Regions from separate parts of the Danio rerio genome. Here region 1 is linked to region 2. A link is a contact called in public HiChIP or PLAC-seq data. All regions are on one chromosome and are shown on one strand. The core of a region is the stretch at or near the end of the contact, and the rest is flanking DNA. Distances in the headings are between cores, read along the strand shown.

Evidence for each region. HiChIP or PLAC-seq counts read pairs in DNA pulled down with a chosen protein or histone mark.
Region 1: a contact with region 2 is called in an H3K4me3 HiChIP or PLAC-seq map of gastrula embryo, with 4 times the contacts expected there. The contact joins the promoter of prima1 here to the promoter of tmem251 in region 2. A contact is called at or near these places in 2 of 4 datasets of contacts at active chromatin or transcription factors (embryo and gastrula embryo).

The regions. Positions count from the first base shown.
Region 1 is chr20:29,957,853-29,961,851 of GRCz12tu, forward strand. prima1 (proline rich membrane anchor 1) reads left to right here and starts at 2,435. Exons shown (of 5, transcript XM_073933294.1): 1 at 2,435-3,205; 2 at 3,643-3,726. The coding sequence starts at 3,718.
Region 2 is chr20:29,805,075-29,809,239 of GRCz12tu, forward strand. It overlaps tmem251 (transmembrane protein 251), which reads left to right and starts at 2,336. Exons shown (of 2, transcript NM_001033746.2): 1 at 2,336-2,439; 2 at 3,806-4,165. The coding sequence starts at 3,821. It overlaps itpk1a (inositol-tetrakisphosphate 1-kinase a), which reads right to left and starts at 940. Exons shown (of 11, transcript NM_213017.1): 1 at 604-940; 2 at 362-458. The coding sequence starts at 456.

The DNA of each region.
Region 1 (3,999 bases), core at 1,185-3,684, 150 kb after region 2:
TTCTGCTGGTGTTTACCAGGTGAGTAAATCAAGGTATCCGCCAGTTCATTTTTAAAAGCCAATGAATGATCGCTGTGATTAAACGGAAGCAACACATTGGAGACACTGTGTCTGAGGTGCTGGCAGACTCTGACTCAGTCCATAAAACAAGACCTATAAATTAAGATTCAATTTATTCTGGGTGGAATTTATTGCTTTGGTGATTTAGTGGAGCAAGCTCATTTAGGATGATCACATCAGAGGGCTTCTCAGTCTAATTAAATCTGAAGAAGGAGGGGGTTTTAGTGCAAAAGTGTAAGCTGTCACCACACACGCTGCGGTTTGGTAAAAGAAGTGGTGGGAGAATTAATCAAAGTGTCATGTTTAGTTTACAAAAAAGATCCTGCCGATAATTAGGCAATAAATTTGAAAAAACTCATACGAACAACATTAATGATCCACCCCCAATAATTATTCATTTGGATTCTATTTAAAACCTTATTCAGGGTAGGTGTCATATTTCATTTTTCAATAATAAAAAGGCCTGTAAGAGGGACACACGTTCACTTTACAATTTTTAAGATGATTGTGTCTACCGAACAAATAGTTGTTTTAATGTGCAAAACTTCTATTTTTACAAGTCTTTATATTTACAAATCAATATTGACTATTGAAATTACAAGATTGATTATTTAGTTTATTAGACATTTCAGTTGATGAGTGAATATCTCTTGCAATGACCACAAAAAGCTTTGATATATTAGTAACAAAGATATTCAAACAAATCTGACAGATCATCCTATGGGCATCTCAGTTCAATCTGCAGCAGAGCATGAGTGAACATGATTATACCTTCCTCTTTATCACTAGTTATAGCACAAAATAAACATGAGTGGAAATCCCATGCAATCACTCAATCAAAGTCATAGTCCTAAAAAAAGTCAATAAAACATCTTAACAATTAGTCACAGCATTACATTTACTTCGGGCAAGTTTACAGTTCAGTGTACACAGCTTGTTAACCTACAAGCGCTATATAGAAATCTGTCATGCAAAACAAAATTCTAAGTGAAATAAAAGCCACTGTGTAAATTCTTCCAAAAATGAACTAACATATATAGTTAGTTTTACAAATCGTGTGTGATTAACATGTCAGTTTAAAATTAGTTTATTTTATCTATAAATTTAATACTTAAAGCTTCTTATTGTAATTTGCAGCCTTAACATAATGATGTTCAAGCAACATTTACATATAAGAAACTCCCTAAAGTCTACAGCAATAGTTGACATAGTTTTTAACCTTGTGAAAATTGTAAATATAACATAATTTATTTTAAGAAAGAGACACTCTTTTCCAGTAAACTACTGTTGATGTGTTATGAACAGAAAAAAAAACTAAAATTTGCATAAAAAGACCCATACACAGTGCTTAGCATTTATAAGTACACCCCTTCCAAATCTATCTTATAAATCCATATTTTTAATAGGAAGCTTTACAATATTTTTTTTGTGCATATACTTTAGATTAGTCAGTACTGAAGCCAAACCTGGAGCATATCTAACAAAATAACTAATGATAACGGTCCAAAAACTAGTACACCAAAATTTATTTGTTATAGAAAAATAGTAAATACAAATTCAAAAAATGGGAAAAATCAGAAGCATTTTAATAAGATTTTATTATTGAAATCTTTTAGATTGTCTTTTTTTGCAATATTTTGATTGAATTTAATTGTATTATCTTTCAATTTCTTAATATGTTTGGTGACTACAATATTAATTTAATAAATATATATATGTTTAATAAATCAGATTTGTTTAAATGCACCAAAATTCATTGCCTATATTCACTGAGAAATGGATAATAATATTCATTTTCAAAATGGGGTGTACTCAATTATGCTGAGTACTGTATGAACAGAAGTGTTCAAACAGTGTGCCTCCATACTATTATAATACAAGCACAAAGAATTTCATTACGCAATATCATAAAGCACACATTTAAGCTTGGCACTGGATGAAACTGTAGATTTAGACAACTTTTGTCAAACAATGGTTCTAAATATCCATCTTTAGTTCTGTCTAGCAACTGAGACAGATAAATCATGAGCTAAAGTGTGTAGTGTAGCCTCCTCCTGTTTCAGACTACTTCACTTTGCTCTAGTCTTTTACCACTTTTACCGCCTGTTACAAATTATTTATTTTGGCTTTCACGTCCTATTTCAGAATTAGATTGTAGCCAGTTGGATCATTTATTTAAGTGCGTTAATTAATAAATAGCTTTTTCCTGCTGTTAATCAAATCCCATTCGGATGGCATCACACACACAAAAACGTCCAGTAATTTACCACGCAGGCTAAAATTAAAATTCTGCCACCTAAACAAAAGCTGTGGATGGCAAAGTGCCCCCCTCCCCCTCGGCTCTCTCCCTCATCGCCTCAGCGTCTGAGTCTGCAGAGTAACATCCAACTCGCCCCGAAAACACGCTCACTGTCTGCCGCCGTGACCCAACCAAACATAACCCTAAGAGTCCTCGTTAAATGCCTCTTTTTAGCTCAATCCGGAAGCGATCGTAAAATTGCGATTTCCTCGCTAATGTAAATGGCTACCACATTAATAACAGCGCGTTATCATTGCGCGCGTCTCTCACTGGACGCCTTCACGTCATGTGCTGCTGTAGAAGTACTGAAGAGGTGAATCCCCAGCAGTCTACAGTTTTTTGGGACCTACTTGAGCACCGTGTGTTCTCCGTGGCGATTTGAGTTGCAGTTACTTCATCTCATCATGCCTGGCAAGAAATGAATCCTGATTCAGCGCTCGACTCGCACAGAATCGCGCGCGGTGAGAACTTTGCTTTGCAACTCTTCTGTGGATTGGGCACGCGCCACGGCAGCGCGCGGAGGATCAACAACTTTCCTCAGAAACAGCGCTAGCGTCCGTCCTATGTCGCCTCTAATCCGTCCATGTCACCAAGTATTGTCGCTCTAGTTGGACGAGAATGTTTCAGAGACAATTTCTGCTTAAACTCGTGGAAAACATCGTTGGTAAGCCTTGAGAAGCGGATATTAAATGACTTTTGATGCGCCCCAGACTCGCGTCCTCGCCAGGTGGACTGTGAAGAGACAGAAGAGGAATGTTTATCCGAAAATTATTGCCGCTGAATTTGGGTTTTTTGACATTTTTGTTTAGTCACTGCTTTCTCTCATTGTTTCTGCCGTTATTGCAGGTAAGTTGGACTGAGCAGTTGGGTCAGAGATGGTAACATTAATTCGTAGTTTTGGTTCATTGGCGAACCGTCGCGAAAGTGCACGTGCATAACGGTCACTGTGTCGCCGAGATTGATAAGATTCAAGCATATATTTGATTATATGTATATCTAGTTGTGTTTTAGTAAATACAATCACTGTCCGATTCCATTAATTTAAAATCTGACAACTATTTAAGTGACATTTATGTATTATTTATATGCGTACTATTATTTTGACCCACTGTCAAAGATGTTTACGTTGTAACGTTAAGAATTACAATTAAGAAGTACAATCAATTTTTGAGTAAAAAGCACATGGACATATGTCAAATTTTGACACTACACACCTAATAATAGTATTTACTACTACTAGAGAATGCACTGCTGTTTATTTAAAGAACATCTCCTGCTCTCAGTTTCAGCACCAGTTAAAGGGATAGTTCACCCCAAAACGAAGATTTGCTGGCAGTTTACTCACCCTTTGGCCATCCATGATGCTGGTGACTTTTTTTCTTTAGTAGAACATTAAAGATTTTTTGCTGAATCCAAGGCAATTTCAACAGTTACTGGCGTTTTGGATGTAAAAAAAAACAACATACACATGCAAGACAAAATTCATACCAGTGTCTGCTTCAGGTACATTAAAGTCTTATGAAGCAAGTAGTGTGCTTATCTGTGCCTCCGCAAATAGTCATGAGACAACAGCTTGAAGCACAAGCATCCTTTAACATGTTGACATTATCAAATGTTTGCAAACTGTGAATTCAGTTTTC
Region 2 (4,165 bases), core at 1,086-3,585:
ATCTTTTAAAATAAAGAATGAACCCCTTTTGAAACACTTGGGGATGAGTAAATGCTGGGTACATTTTAATATTGAAGTGAAATTATATAAATTAACCAAGCTTTTAAAAAATGCTGCTGTAGTTTAACTATGGTAACATCACAAACCATACTATAGTAATCTGTAATAATGCAATAATGGTAATTTATGCACTAACAAACATGGTTACTACACTTGTATTACAATAACACCACAGTTAATATTAGTAAGAAGTTTATAAATGAAGTATTAAACATAATTAATAGCTAAAATCCTGGCAACAACTGGAAAACATATCAATCTAAAGTCAAATGTAGGCTGATTGTGAGCGTTTTTTACACACCTGCACAAATCCACGAAGGTTTGGAAATTGAGTTTTTTAATCTTCTTCTCACTGAGCCAGTATCCAACTCGCTTTCCTTTCACGAACGTCTGCATCTCTAAATACAGATAGATACAGATAGACAGTAAATAAAGCAGTTTGGTTAATAAGTATTGTAAAGTACATGAAGAGAGTACTTAAGAATAAGTTAGTTGTTATGTTAAAAAATACTGACGACTTCATGAAAGCGAGAATGAATTTACCTGACAGAATGAATGTACTGAATCAATGTGAAGTTGCGAGTCTCTCCTTTACGTCTCGTAAAGTCCAAGTTACAGGTTTAGACTGTCATCAAGGGTCCATCCAGTATTGCTAGTGTCCTCCAGAAAGCGTGTCTCTCTGTCTAAATAGTTGTTCAATTTTATGACAACTTCGTCACATTATTTATATGACAGCAACACGTATCGACATAACAAACACATCATGGCAGAAGGCAGTCTGAGAGCGGCGCGGGTGCCCCTTGCCTAACTGAGATCTCAACGCTTATATGCCCAAATGGTCTGTCCATTACTCGCCCATGCTGTCGATTATCAATGTAATGTTGATTGGCCACTTGGACAGCAACGAAACTTATTTGCCAAGACACACCCTTTCAGAGGCGGGATGTTAACTGCGGGATGTTAGCTAGAGGCAACGTTCATTCATTAATTCATTCATTCTATTGTGTCGTGCCAAAGTTGAAATGTTTCACAGGAACTATGTAAATGAAAGTAAGTGTAGACTTGTGATTGGACGTAATAAGTTTTTTATTATAAAAAACTTCTTTTATTGTGTTAATAAAACATTATACAGGCACATGGAGGGATCAATGACTGGGATGGATGCATGGGGCAGACGAATTGCTCCATTCAAGAATAAGCTAGAGTGACAACATTCATACTATATATTCTCAGTTAGACCCTCCTTCAATCTGAGAGAAATCATCCATTTCAAGTGCTTCAGTATAAAACTCATTTTTAGGTAAAATGGTAATTTTTTAATGTTCAGAAAATTTCTCATACTGTCTAATCTGTTTTCATGAAACATTATTCATTTGTATAATTGAAACCACAGTTTTCTTAGCTTTAAGTTAAGTTACCAAGCAAAGCTATTGTATCTCCCTAACAGACAGTTTAATCAGGATTGACAGAATTGGGACAGTTACAGCATGTTTTTATTACAATTCATTCTACTGGCATGTGCAGTTTTAATTGTATCACAGTTTTGGTGTAATTTTTTTTTTTAATTAATAATTACTTCATTAAATTCAAATGTCAAAGAAATAGCTGAATAAAGGTTCACTCTTGGTTTTCAGTAAAAATATATTTATTTATTCTCTATTAGGGCTAGGCCGATAAACGATAAAATTGATGTCAATAACAATATTCTGGACTTTTTTTTACTCTATATTGATATAAGAGCCAATCACACAGCTGTAATGTGCAACAATGGGTATTTAAAACTGTGTTGATATTAGAGATCTAAGTTACTCTAATTAGTTACATCTAATTTTTATGGCTTCAGTCATTGATGTATTAGCCTACTCCTTTAAATCTGAAACCATTGACAAAAAATATCAAAATATATATGGTTATCATTCAATATGGAAAATAATTAGCGAAACTGCATTTTTGCCATATCAACCAGACCTATCATAAACTGTGTTGTAAGTCTGTTTTTATACAGATAAACCAATCAGGACAAGTCATGATCCATAATATACCAGTGCTATTATATGACACAACACAAATTCAATTGCAAGCAAAATAAAAAATGGGGGTAAATGTTTAAAATCATTGTCCAAGGCAGTGTAATACTATACAGTAGTGGAGTGTTCATCGCAGTCTAGTTTGTACCACAGACATGCTCACGAGGGCGGTAAAGTCCTTTGCTAGGTTAATCATAAAGTCCTCGAAGATTCATGGGAACTTCCCGGATGTAGACATTCCAGGAAGTGAGTCCTATGACAACAACCCTGTGACAAACCGACGCTGTGTGCTTTGGCTTGAGGAACAAATTTTCTAGGAAACCGAGCAAAATGGATTGATCGTGTAATTACAGTAAGTAACAATGAGTGAAAACCATGTGGTAATCTATAGGACGGAGGCGTGTCGAGGTTTAATGACACACCAGTGCTGGTTAACAGCTTTGAGAAATCTCCAGATGGTGTGTGTGTGTGTTTGCGAGGTTATTGAGCTGGAAACACTTCCTCTTTGGAATATTTTTTCCAAATGTTTCCTGCTAGATTGTATTAATTAGTCTAGAAACTTGTTTCGTACAACTTTTAGGAAAGCTGTTTTTAATGTGCAATTAATTGTTCACCATTCGAGTTTCTGTTTACTTGTAGATTCAGTGAAAATTGTTTTCATTTTTATGTCCTGAAACCATTGATCACATGACTTCTATTCATACTGGGGCAAAATTGGTTTTATATTTGCACATTCAAACTTTCTCCCTAATATTATACTTTTAGAAAAGTATTCTTTGCAAATTCTAAACAGGAAACTCATATTAGCAGCCAGAGAATATCAAATTACATCATTGTGCAGAGCCAAGTAAATATTGCTGATTAACGTTAGGGATGCTTCGATAAGGATTTTTGCAGGCGATATTTAGTCCTAATTCCTTGTTATGGTGATCAGCCGATACAGAGTACAGATTCTAATGCTTTAAGCTTTTTAATAAGTATGATTCCTCTAAGTATGAACTTAATGAAAATAAATGAAGGATGCTGCATATAATACCTTAAACAATTCTCTTATAACTATTTAGGTATGAACATGTCATGGCCAGAAGCAGATTTACAGAAAATAATTCATTCATTCATTTTACTTCGGCTTATTCCCGTATTTGTCAGGGGTCGCCACAGCAGAATGTACCACCACAAAAATTAGTAATAAAAATGACAAACAATGCATTTTGGAAACACTGCAAATGATGAAAGGAGAATTCAACGTCTCAATCATGAAAAAGTTTGGAGCGGATATTTGATGCATAACAAGTTAAAATGCAGATCTAGAAAATCGAATACATCTTTACAATGAACAGAGGTCGCACCGCATCTCTGTGTATTTTAGTTGCTGTTAAAAGATCGCATCAGGCACCTCCTGTTGTGGCTGCTGTAGGCTATGCATAATATATAGGAGCGCATGTGCATCTACCTCTGCTTGTAAAGTCATAAACAAACCCCCTGCGATCAACTCTTGAGTAACTGGCAATTGCAGATCGAGTCATGAAATGTGATTATCTTTGGCCGATCGATCGGAGCATCCCTAGAGCTAATGCTGTTTTTGAAGTCATACTTCTATGCTATTTCTGACCGACTATTCAAAGTAAACAATATAGGAACTGTGTCACAAGTTATCACTGCACGAATATGTGAATATAAAACCAACTTTACCTCAGATTTGTCTTTGTTTTTCCCAGGGAAGAGCATGGAGAATGATGAATTTCCGTCAGCGGATGGGGTGGATTGGTGTCGGACTGTACTTGCTGGCCAGTGTCGCTGCAGTGTATTACATATTTGAGATCAGCCAAACATACAACCGACTTGCATTGGCACAAGTGGAAAAAACATCTGGAGCGCAGGCAAAATGGCCAGGAGACGCTTCATCCTCTTCCCCTTCTTCAACCTCATGGATAGTAACTCTGAAAACGAGACTTCTCCTCTTGCCCTTCTGGGTTTGGGCCACCATTTTCCTCCTTCCCTATCTGCAGGTGTTTCTCTTTCTCTACTCCTGCACAAGAGCGGATCCCAAGACTGTAGGATACTGTATTCTGCCCATC